Regions from separate parts of the Hordeum vulgare genome. Here regions 1 and 3 are each linked to region 2. A link is a contact called in public Hi-C data. All regions are on one chromosome and are shown on one strand. Each heading gives the region's core, a stretch centred on a gene start, on an enhancer-like site or on the middle of the called end of the contact. The rest is flanking DNA. Distances are from core to core; before and after follow the strand shown.

What was found. A called contact is a pair of places that touch in the nucleus more often than the background predicts.
Region 1: a Hi-C map of leaf shows a contact between it and region 2, with 2.3 times the contacts expected there. The contact joins the promoter of LOC123394935 here to the promoter of LOC123395713 in region 2. A contact is called at or near these places in 2 of 6 Hi-C or Micro-C datasets (both in leaf) and 1 of 1 datasets of contacts at active chromatin or transcription factors (embryo).
Region 3: a Hi-C map of leaf shows a contact between it and region 2, with 6 times the contacts expected there. The contact joins the promoter of LOC123398465 here to the promoter of LOC123395713 in region 2. A contact is called at or near these places in 2 of 6 Hi-C or Micro-C datasets (leaf and seedling).

The regions. Positions count from the first base shown.
Region 1 is chr5H:358,709,472-358,713,311 of MorexV3_pseudomolecules_assembly, forward strand. It overlaps LOC123394935 (sulfate transporter 4.1, chloroplastic-like), which reads left to right and starts at 1,934. Exons shown (of 17, transcript XM_045089824.1): 1 at 1,934-2,655; 2 at 3,744-3,792. The coding sequence starts at 2,350.
Region 2 is chr5H:358,405,608-358,409,651 of MorexV3_pseudomolecules_assembly, forward strand. It overlaps LOC123395713 (F-box protein At1g78280-like), which reads left to right and starts at 1,293. Exons shown (of 16, transcript XM_045090741.1): 1 at 1,293-1,534. The coding sequence starts at 1,404.
Region 3 is chr5H:358,141,315-358,145,302 of MorexV3_pseudomolecules_assembly, forward strand. LOC123398465 (zinc finger protein CO3-like) reads right to left here and starts at 1,897. Exons shown (of 2, transcript XM_045092933.1): 1 at 1,055-1,897; 2 at 243-777. The coding sequence starts at 1,690. The coding sequence ends at 424.

The DNA.
Region 1 (3,840 bases), core at 684-3,183, 300 kb after region 2:
GATTGAATTTGTGATATGTCATATGATGAAATGTGTGATATATGAAATGACAATTTTAAGGGTTGGGGTTGGGGCAAAGACTAGAACCCTCAAACCCAACCCTTATAACGGAATATTCCGTTATAAGGGTTGGGTTTGAGGGTTCTAGTCTTTGCCCCTGTTTTTCAACCCTTAAAAGTGTTAAAAAAGACCAATTCTCAACCCTTAAAACTAGTTTTAGATTTAAGGGTTTGAGGGTTCTACTAGAGATGCTCTTAGCGTTGGGTATGCCCTAAGTCCCGATTGATTCGTCGTTTTCCAACCCAAAACAATTGTATTAGTCGGAGTTGTAAAAATATCCAGCTGGATCCTAAAATCGCGCTTGCTTCGGTTGTTTTGGTGGCGTTAGTTCTGATACAACCGAAAGTTTTTACAGACCAAACAACGGATGTATTCTTATCCATCGGTTTTATACTTGTAGACGGTATAATACCTCCGTAAGGCCTAAACTGTTACTCGTACATCTGTAAAAACAAAACGAGTTTTCAAACGGGGCCTAAGGCCCTGCTTGGAAGCAGTGTAAAAAAATTCCAGCCGTAATAGTTTACATCCGTAATTTACTGGTGACAGGTGGTTTACGCCCGTAAACTTCATCCCACCGAAAGCTGTTTGGGAGGATGAACCACCGTAAACTTCATCCCACCGAAAGCTGTTTGGGAGGATGAGCCAGCTCAACACCGTCGGGTAGAGGAGGCTAGAGGAAGAGACTTCGTCGGTGACAACGCCTCGCCTCCTTCCCGTCGAAGCCGCCGGCGACGGCGCCTCGCCTCCTCGCTGTCGCGGCCGTGTCTCCTCGCCGTCGCGGTCGTCGGTGACGGCTCCTCGCCTCCTCGCCGTCGCGGCCGTGTCTCCTCGCCGTCGCGGTCGCCGGCGAGGGCTCCTCGCCTCCTTCCCGTGGCAGCGACCGCCGCCGCAGCCGTGCCTCCTCGCCGTCGCGGTCGCCGGCGACGGCTCCTCGCCTCCTCCCCGTCGCGGCCATGCCTCCTCGCCGGCGACGACTCCTCGCCTCCTCGCCGTCGCAGTCGCCGGCGCCTCGCTCCCTCGCCAACTCTTCTTGTCCAGAGAGAATACAGAGGAAAAATACATATGTGCTGGGTGGTGTGTCAAATACCGGTGTGATACGGATGTATCCTACGAAGGCCCTGTTTGGAACCACCTAGATTATATAACCCAGTTTTTATAATCTATTATGTTTCCAAACAGGACAACTTATAGTGTAGATTATAAAAACTAGATGGATAGATTATTAAAAACTCATAATCTACTCTATACCAGCTAAAATCAGATTATGGATTGCTAATGACCCATTACCCTTGTAAAGTTGGAGATAATAACATTTCTACCACCGCTACCCTCCTCTTTTAAAAAAAACAGAGGGTAGATAGGTCATTATGCAATGTAAAACCTGGATTACTGTTTATATAATCCGGCCTCCAAACATGTTCATCTAGATTATTTTTAAAAACCAGATTATATAATTTATCTTCATAATCCAGATTATCATAATTTATTATGGTTCCAAACAGGGCTGAAACCGGTGTAATTTTTACAGTGCAAAACGACGTTCCAAACACGATTTGACCACAGACCTTAATTCTTTTACAGGTGTAACTTTTACGGAGCGGTTTTGACACGACGTCCCAAACGCAGCCTAAAACTATTTATTACTCCCACGTTTTTCATTTCATTGAGAGACGTCAACTAAACTTACCCCAAATGCACCCGTTTACTTTCGCCCCTTTTGTCCTACACGCAACCACAGCAATCAGCGATGCGATTCGATGCACGCGTGCAGACATGCTGTCCAGGTACATCGCTGCCCCCCGCTATCCCGTCCTGTTACATCGGCGGGCGGTTTTCATAAAAAAACAACAACATCAACGGGCGGTCCACCGCAGAGAATAATCATCGCTTCAGCAGGACCGTCCGATCGTCACTCCCGAATCCGATCGTCGATACCGCGGAGAAACGTACAGCCACTCCCCGCTTGCTCCCCACATCCTCGACTTGTCCCCACCAGCCTCCGCCTCCGCCTCCGCCCCGGCCGGGCTCCGGCGGCGCCGTCTTCCCCAATCCAGCTTCCAGCCTCGCCTCGCCTCGCCTCGATCACGTCAGCTGCGCAGCCATTTCTACCGTCTGCCGCACAACCGTGGTCTCCCACCCGCCACCTCCGCAGCTGTGGCCGATGGTCGCCTGATTTGCCCCGCGCAGCGCTGAGTTATTCAGCTCAAAATCCCCGCTATTGATTCCCTTGCGTCTATGATTGTCCTGACAGCGCAACTGATCAGTTGAAAGGAATCCTCGAATCCAATGGAGAAGTCGTCGTTCGCGTCTGCAAGCTCCGGCGAGCTCACCGCCGCCGTCTACGGAGCAGGGAGGCCGGTGAGGGTGATACCGCTGCGCCACCCACTGGATGCGGCTGTGCGGGAGGCGGCCGCCGCCTCCTCCCCGTCGCTGTTGTCGGCGGCGATGGAGAGGGCGCGGGGGATGGGGCCGTGGGAATGGGCGGAGGCGGCCCTCCCATGCTTGGCGTGGATGCGTACCTACAGATGGAAGGAGGACTTCCAGGCCGACCTCACCGCCGGCATCACTGTCGGCGTCATGCTTGTGCCTCAGGTACCCTGTCACTCTGACCATTTGTCGTACGTAGATCTGGATTGCTTTGACAGTATCGACTACGTATTATTCAAAAATGTTTCAGTGACCAAGCCAGTTGAGGTTATTACTTACAGCAAAATAAATCCTTTGCCCCCCGATCGAGCTTATTGACGTATTGATTGTTTGATTTGGGTTCAGGAAATAAAAAACGTTGGTTGCTCTCTTGCTTGCCATAAAATATGCTTGGTGATAGTTCATGCAAAAACTATTACCCCCTCCGATCGGAGGGAGTACTTTTTTTCCTTCTAAAATGCTATTCTGTTGAAGCTTGGTTACCGTTAATTCAGAGATCTGAAGTTGTGAATACAGCTTAACTGAGCACAAGGGAGTGTTACTATAAGCTACTGTCTTTGTAGATTTCGTATATGAGTTGTTTGCAAACAACACTGTTACTCAATGGAGTTGTAATCTGTAATGCATTCAGTGGGGGTTAACCGCTATGGAGCTTACTTAAATTGCTAGTTCCTCACACCCATTGTGTTACGCATTACAGAATTTTCATTTGTGTAACTTGGCTGGAATGGCTAGTCACTACACCCACTTTTAGCATATTGCAGAATTATATTTGGAGCAGTTAGGTTGATTTGCCTGCCAGCGAACACAGTATTTTCATGTCCTCGTGATCCTTCATGTAAGTTTGGCTTGTTAAGTTGGAATGAATGAGATCATAGCAGCCTATGTATGGGGAGAATATTAGTCAGTCACTCCCGTGTTCATGATTTTCCAGTGTACCAGGGAAAAAATGCTATACTTTGATTTGATGTTTTCTCTACAATTTTTGTTTGTAATTGGTAAGTATCTGTATATTTCATTTGAACTGATTTAAAAAAAAAAATTGGTGGTATGTTGCAGAGATTTCTTGATTAGCTGAACCTACTGGTTCTCCGTACTACTGTACTAATTTGTATAGAACAAGTGAGCACGTAATCTCACAGCTTGTTGTTTTCCCTAGTTTCTTACAAATTAGTAACAAAAATCCTGTTGACATGTGAACTGTTTTCGAGTTCTTAAAATTAGAGCATAATCAACTTTGTACTGTTTTGTAGGCAATGTCATATGCAAAGCTGGCTGGGCTTCACCCAATTTATGGGCTCTGTAAGTGTTTACGTTTAACAGTGCCTCTCTGTTTTTCCCCCTTTTTCC
Region 2 (4,044 bases), core at 43-2,542:
GATGAACATCACCATGATAGGTCTTCGTGTGCGTAGGAAATTTTTTGTTTCCCATGCAACGTTCCCCAACACTACATGCGTGCCACTTGTTGTAATTTTTCCTTTTCTCGTAGATCCGTATTTTCAAAACGTTTTATCTCTTAAATCGTGCGTTCAAATCTTGAACTGTTTTCACCGTTTGGTTTCTTGCGTCGAGATCTTCAAAACTAGATCCCATGTTGATAGGTTTTAACAAACTTTTTTTTCACGAAAAAAACAAGACGAAAAAACCGGCATTTTTTCCCTTTCCGAAGATGCACGACCATGCCTCTCGCAACAGCAAAACCGTGCCTCTCGCGGAAGCAAAAACCGTGCCTCTCACGGAAAAAAAGAGAGATCAGAAAACACGTTTTTTTTCCTTTCCAAGAAGCACGGCCGTGCCTCCGCGATAGCAAACCCGTGCCTCTCGTGGAAGCAAAACCATGCCTCTCACGGAAAAAAGATAAAGTAGAAAACACGTTTTTTTCCCTTTCTGAGAGGCACTCGCGATAGCAAAACCGTGCCTATCGCGGAAGCAAAACCGTGCCTCTCGGAGAAAAAAAAGAAAGCAGAAAACACGTTTTTTTTTCCTTTCCGAGAGGCACGGCTGTGCCTCTCGCGGAATCAAAACCGTGTCTCTTGCGGAAAAAAGAGAAAGCAGAAAACACATTTTTTTCCTTTTCCAGAGGGACGACTATGCCTCTCGCGACAGCAAAACCGTGCCTCTCGCGGAAGCAAAACCGTGCCTCTCGGAGAAAAAAAAAAAGAAAGCAGAAAACACGTTTTTTCCCTTTCCGAGAGGCACGGCCGTGTCTCCCGCTGAATCAAAACCGTGTCTCTCGCGGAAAAAAGAGAAAGCAGAAAACACGTTTTTTCCCTTTTAGAGATGCACGACTGTGCCTCTCGCGACAGCAAAACCATGCCTCTTGCGAAAAAAAATAATAGAAAACGTGTTTTTTCTCTTTCCAAAAGACACGTTTGTGTGAAAAAAAATCTAAAAAACTCTAGTTTAAAAAGCCGAAAATATGTGCAAAAACTAAAATAAAAATATGAAGAAAACCCTTAAAACACGATACGTGACGGCGCGTGGAAGCAATTACTGAGAGGTTCTAAAGAAGCACTAGCTAACTAGTTGGGACCGTGCGAGCACCATTTACATGCTGATGCTCTAAGTTCAAAACACGAAATTTTGCTCGACAGGCCGCATCAACGAATCCAATACGCGTCCACGCTTTTCAAAAAGCTAGCCACTATAAATAAATTCCTCCGGCCCACCGCGTGGTCACGTGGTCCGTGTCCATCCCGCCTCAACTCCACAACGCGCAATTCCCTCCCCGCACGCACCCAAACCCAGCAAGCCCACCGATCCGGCCCGGTCGCCGGCGATGGAATCGGCGGGGAACGACCGGAGGGACGCCGCGCTGGGCGGCCTGGCCGTGCTCCCCGACGAGCTACTCTGCGCCATCGTCGACCTCCTCCAGCCCACCGACATCGGACGCCTCGCATGCGTCAGCAGGTCGCCGCCTCTCTCTCTGTCTCCCCCTTCTGTTCTTTTCTCATCTGCTTTGCAGTTACTTCCATGCATTAGCTAAGAAATGTGGATTCTGAGGTTTTTTTTTTTTTATTTTAATGGTGATCACTCAACCCAAGTGGACTAGCTAGCCATGCGTGATTCTGAATTTTGTTTGGTTATGGTCGTTTGTGAGCGTTACTATGGGCCAAATGACACATACGGCGTCGGTATGATGGTATGAGCTTCTGGGAGAAAGGATCATCCATGGGAGGCCAGTTTTTTTTTTTAAATGACAGAAGGTTTTAATGTGCATAAATGAGACCCAGTTATATGTTTCCTGAGAATTTCAGTGAAACTTGCATGTGGGACATTTGGATCAGCTCAATGGTCAAAGATCAAAACTGCCCATGTTCATTTATGTATGTCAGGCTTTCTTCCCTCATATGTGTTAGAGTTATAATATAAGTCATGTACCCTTTTGTATTTATCCCAATATATAAGGGGTTTTCTGCATATAGTCCACCACCTGTACATTTATATATACCGGCCTATGGCCTCATGGGAATACAAGTTGCTTATTCCTAACATGGTATTAGAGCCTAGGTTTTCTTAGCACGCGCAACTCGTGCTCCTCCCGATCTAATTCCTTGCACTGCCGCCGCCGCTCCTGTCTCTTCTTCCTTGCTGGAGAGCGCCCCTTCTTCTACCGCTGGGGGGAGCCCCGACTGCCTGGATCTCGCCCCGCCTCGACTGCTGCCTCGATCTCGCCCCGCCTCGACTGCTGCCTCGATCTCGCCCCGCCCTGACCGCTGCTTCGATCGGATCTTGTCCCCGCTCTAACTCGCGGCGGTTCCAAGTCTTGCAGCGGCTCCAGTCTCGCGGCGGCTCCAGGTCTCGCGGCTCCTGATCCAGGTCTCGCGGCGGCTCCAGAACTCGCGGCGGCTCCTGATCCAGATCGAGGCGCCGCCCCATCCCAACTCGCGGCGGCTCATGATCCAGTCTCGCGGCGGCTCCAGGTCTCGCGGCGGCTCCTAATCCAGAACACCCCATTGCCAGGTCGATCCAGAACACCCCATTGCCAGATCGACGACTCTCGACGCGAACGCGTTTCAGACACGGACGTTGTGCGTTGACTGTGATTCCCAAAAAAAAATGTCTGCTGCATCCGGCTACGTTGTTGTTCCTCGTTGTCCGGTGATCTTTGATGGCACTAACTACACTGAGTTCATTGGCTTCATGCGCATTCACATGCGTGGCATCCGTCTATGGGGTTTTCTTTCTGGCGAAGTCTGTTGTCCGCCATGTCCGGTTCCTCCTGTGGCTCCCACTCCGCCGACCCCACCGGCTCTTCCTGCGGATGCTCCTCAGGCCGCAAAAGATGCGGCTAAGCTTGCTGATGAGGCTGCTGTGAGTGCTTATGATGAGAAGGTTTTGGCTTATGAGGAGGCTCTTCAGACGTATCATGGTGCTCTGTCTGCTTACACCCAGTGGCTTGATGATGATGCTCGTGCTGCAGCTGTTCTCACTGCTAGCGTTCTGCCTCGGTTTGCCTCTGAGTTTCTGGGCCTTCCTACTGTGTTTGAGATTTGGACTCGCCTTCGTCAGCACTATGAGCCCTCGGGTGATGCCTTATACCTCTCTATGGTCCCTCAGGAGCATGCTCTTCAGCAGGGTGACTCTACTGTTGATGACTTCTATGCACAGAGTTCTGCTATCTGGCGCCAGCTTGATTCTCTCCGCAGTGCTGGTTGTCGTACTTGCCCCTGTTGCCAGGCTGTCCAGGCCGATTTGGAGTTTCATCGCGTCTACGAGTTCTTGTCTTGGCTCCGTAAGGAGTTTGAGCCCCGGCCTGCTCAGTTGTTTGCTCGTGGCCGTATCTCTTTCATGGAGGCGCTTTCTGAGATTCGTGCTGAGGAGACTCGCTTACGTGGTGCTGGTTTGCTGGAGGTTCCCTCGGTGCTCGCTGCTCGGGCTACTTCTACGCCACCTGCTACGCCGACCCCTTCTCGCTTGAGTGCTCCGCCGCTCTTGCCCACTCCTTCTGGAGGCTTAGGTCGCCCCCGTCCACATTGTGGCTACTGCAACAATGATGGTCATATTGAGTCCAACTGCTACACGAAGAAGAAACACTTGCGCAAGCCGCAATCATCATCTACAGAGACCTCGTCATCTACCTCGACAGCTTCAGCCATCGCTTTGACCGAGCAGGATATTCTGAGACTTAAGCGTCTGCTCGCTGCTTCGGGTTCCTCCTCGACGGGTACTGCTGGTTCTGTGACTGAGACTTCCCGCATTGAGCAACCACCTTCTACACAGTCAGGTACATCCCCATGGGTTCTGGACTCTGGAGCTTCCTTTCATATGTCTTCTAATTCTTCCACTCTGTCCTCTCTTCGATCGCTTGATTCTCCTGTTCATGTCCTCACCGCTGATGGTACTCCCCTTTCTATCGTTAGTAGAGGCAATCTTATCACTCCTTCTTATTCTTTTCCTGATGTTGCTCATGTTCCTCG
Region 3 (3,988 bases), core at 647-3,146, 260 kb before region 2:
AAGTTGCTCTTATAATCACATCCAATAGTTATAATAATAAATAAGACATAACTAAAACTTAATTAGATGAGTTCTAGCAAAACCGCAAAAGAAATCGCGCCAATACCCAGTTTCAGCGAACGGTCATCGCAGATGACGTGACGACGCGTCCCTGCTTCAAGATTCGTCCACCTCATCCAACGGCAACCAACGCGCCCGTACGAATTAGCTTGTTATATCAGACGTCAGGTGAAGCTTTTAGGTACAAGAAAAGATCTATCTGGCATCTTTCCATAATACTGTATTTAGTATTTACAGGTGAAGCTTTGATGCCTCCAGTAAAGTTTAGGATATTCGGCAAATTAAGGAGAGCCAACCAACATGCAGGCGTCGATCGATCGACCATGGAAGGAGGAACGCTCATGGTCTCTCCACCGAGCCGCCCTAGAAAGTCGGCACGACGCCGCAGCTGGAGTCAGACAGCGCGGCTGCGGAGAAGTACTGGTCCACCTCGAGGTCGGCGTCGGCGCGCTTGGCGAACCGCCCCTTGATCCGTGGCCTGGTCTCGGCGTAGGCCTTCCGCGACGCGTACCTGATGGTCTTCTCGAACCGCCTCATCTTCCTCTTCTCCCTGTACCGGTGCACCCTGGCCTCCCTGTCCATCGCCATGCCCATGAACTGCGGCGACGTGTGCGCCGCCGTTGAGAAGAGGTCGACGCTGCTCTCGCTGCGCCTCATGTACGAGCTGCTCACATCCTGGACGGTGCTGCTGTTGTCCGGTGACGATGACATTGAAAGCTGGAAATAATAATTAAGACGAGACAAGTACGATTAGAAGGGCATGCATGGAGAGATCAATCAGGCACTCTATAATTAAGTCGATCTTAAGCTTCCCATGGTTACGTGCTGTGCTGTGACATTAGAAGGGAATTGAGATGCATATCTGAATGTCCAATCGGATTTTGCACATCTACTAGAAATTATTAACAGCTATGTGGAGATCTTATAGGCTCGTGGACAGTTGCTAGATAGAGATCAAGTCCATATATAGAATTCATTCATGCAAGTAACTCACGCTGCGTTCGAATGTTGCGCCAAATCCGTACCCATGGTTAGAGTTTTGTGCATCGTACGCCATCTCCGCCGTGAAGCCCTGCCGCTCATGCAGCTGCGCCACCGGCTCACCGGGCACGACGAGCTCGTGGTCGTGGCTGCCCTCGTTGCTCTCCATCCCGTGGCCGTGGTAGTCCTTGCTCGACGCCTCCTTCTCGCCTGCTCGTCCGAGGTCGAGGAAGTCAGCGACGAGCGCGTCGCCGAACGCCGGCGCATCCGCCTCCGATCCCCGGAGCGGATCGAGCAGCAGCCACGACGTCGCCTCCTCCTCCTCTCCCTCGCGGTCGTCGTAGTAGGACCTCCGGCCCTCGCGGATGGGCCAGGAGGAGTTGACGCCGCCGGGGCGGACGACGAAGGCGCCTCCGGCAGGGGAGGCCGGGGCCACCGCGCCCATCGGGACGCGGCGGTGGCGGCTGGCCAGCGTGTTCGCCGAGTGCACGTCCGCGTCGCACGCGGCGCAGAGCGCCGCCGAGTCGGCGCGGCAGTAGAACGCGCACGGCGCCGAGCGGCACGAGTCGCAGCGCTGCTGCAGCTGCATGCCGCCGACGCCAGCGCTGCCGCGCAGCTGGCCACGGAGGTCCGGCTCGGCCTTGATCATCGCCGGTCGCGAGGTCGATCGGTCCAGTTCACCCGCCGCACAGGCGGGCTATATATACGCTTATCCTGTACCCCCACTCACCTCCGTCGGCTCTATCACGCGCAGCAAAGAAGGCTGGAGCGCAGCAGGGTGCAGCGTGCGGCCCTGTGTTTTGATCTGGTTTGGTTTTCGTCTTGTGGACGAGAGTTAGACAAGTCGGGCGACACGTTGCGGGGTTCGAACGGCTGAGAGAGGCCGGTCCCTTATCTTGTGGCCTGGCGCGCTCACGGTGGGACCGGCTAGAGGGCTTGGTGGGGCCCACAGGATAAGCGGGCTGCTGCTCCTGGCCAGTGCTGGCTTGCGCTTTCGACACGTCTACGCGCGGGTCTCCGATGGCGGAATAGTCAAATCTTATCTGCAACTTCAGATTGTCAAGGCTGTTGTGCAAGAATTGCCATGTCATCGGTCTTTGTAAATTGCCAAAAGGACATGCAATGCAATTATTGATCAAATCTTAGGATTTTAGTTGGGGTGATGACGAAGAAAAGAAGAAAACTGCACTGGTTTGCAAGATGAGCATTCCGAAGAAGAATGGGGCGCATGGGTTTAGGGACCTTCACAATTTTAATCTTATTAGGCTATTAGTAAAGGAGTGGTGACGATCAATGTAGAACTCAGGTTCATTTTATGCACGTGTTTTCAGCGTAAAGTATTACTCAATTGAAAATATCTTAAAGGATGGACCTAAACGGGGATCATCATACACAAGGGAGCGCCTTTTTGTTGGAACTCAAATATTTTAGAGAGGTTGTATTTGCTATGTCGGCACGGGATCTCAAATCAATATCTAACAGGATCCTTGGATCTCATTCATTGTCTATCGTAAAGTTGTTATGCCTAAGGGATCTTTCATGCTATCTTGTGTCGAAGAGCTAATAAACCCATGTACATGTGCATGGGATTGTATTTGACGTGTTCTTTTGGTGAATGTTGAACGAATACAACAAATACCTCAAAATATTCAAGAAATCGGTGAACTTGTGGGAGAGAAATACAATATACCGGGTACATTCTCAGTTCGTCCGGCATACTAAAATGAGTGGGAGTACGAATTCAACCATCGAGGGTCTTGTCCAGATGGATAGGGAGCGGTAAACTTGATTCATATGTAAGTGTATCTAGTGCCCCTTTTGCGGTTTTCGTGTATTAAAGACAAAAGGGTTAAGGGACTAATGTTTTTATGATTATACACATGAGAGAAAGTCCCAGGAAATTTTGGTTTAACCAAGAAAGACGAACCCTAAAAATGTACTATATGAATAGTGAAGGAATTGGTGTACCCTTTGAAAAAATTGAAGTGAAGAATTTGAAACGTGAAGTGTGTTAGGGCATATTTCTCCATATGTGGTTTTGATAATTCATGACAATCCCTACGGACGAATGGTTACCTTAAGTTATATTTGAAGAATTTTTCCATAGACACTTCTTGAAGTCCATTTGTTGATTTCAAGGAGTTTATATGATGACCAATGTGGTATTCAAGGTATTATCCAAAGAGTGGTCATAAAGACTCAAGGTTGATCAAGACTAAGTCAAAGAGTAAATCAAGTTGATCAGCACACAATGCGTACAAGATGTACCGAGAGGGACCAAGTGATCCCATGGTATGGTAAGTATTGTCCATTACGCTTTTGTGTACTAACCCATGGTCTTCGTGAGAGTTCTATGTGGGTTAGGTGTGTTTCCATGGGCTTGCGTCAAGAGCAAGATCTCATTGAACCCATGAAGGATGACATCAAGTGGTGATCGTCGTCAAGATTGCGGTGTGCAAGTTCAAGTGGAGCATCATGAAGATATCATGTTTGAAGCTTGTCGTCCATTGTGGTGGCAATGGACTTGTGAAGATGTGCTAAAGAGTGGCTCACCCACAGTGGACTATGGGGGAGAAATTTACTAGTCTTCATCAAGCCAACACAATCAAGAAAGGTGGTCCATCTTGAGGAAGTCAAGATCATCATCATATAGATCAAGTGGACTAGGTGCAAGGTATAGGTTTGCCCCTGATAGGGTTTTTCTATTTTAGGATAGATTGCCGTACTGTCAAGGGGGGGCTCTCAAGTGAGTAGCTTGATCGTATCGTTCGTTGAGAGCTCAAACCATTTGCATCCTTGCATCATATTTCTTGGTTATTGTTTGGTGTTTGTCTTTGTGAGTATTAGAGCTTATGGTCATCTTCATGACAAGCTCGAGTTCATCGAAAACGGGGCCCATATGCATCTTCTATGATGTTTTCTATGTTGGAAGATTTTGTCGATTATT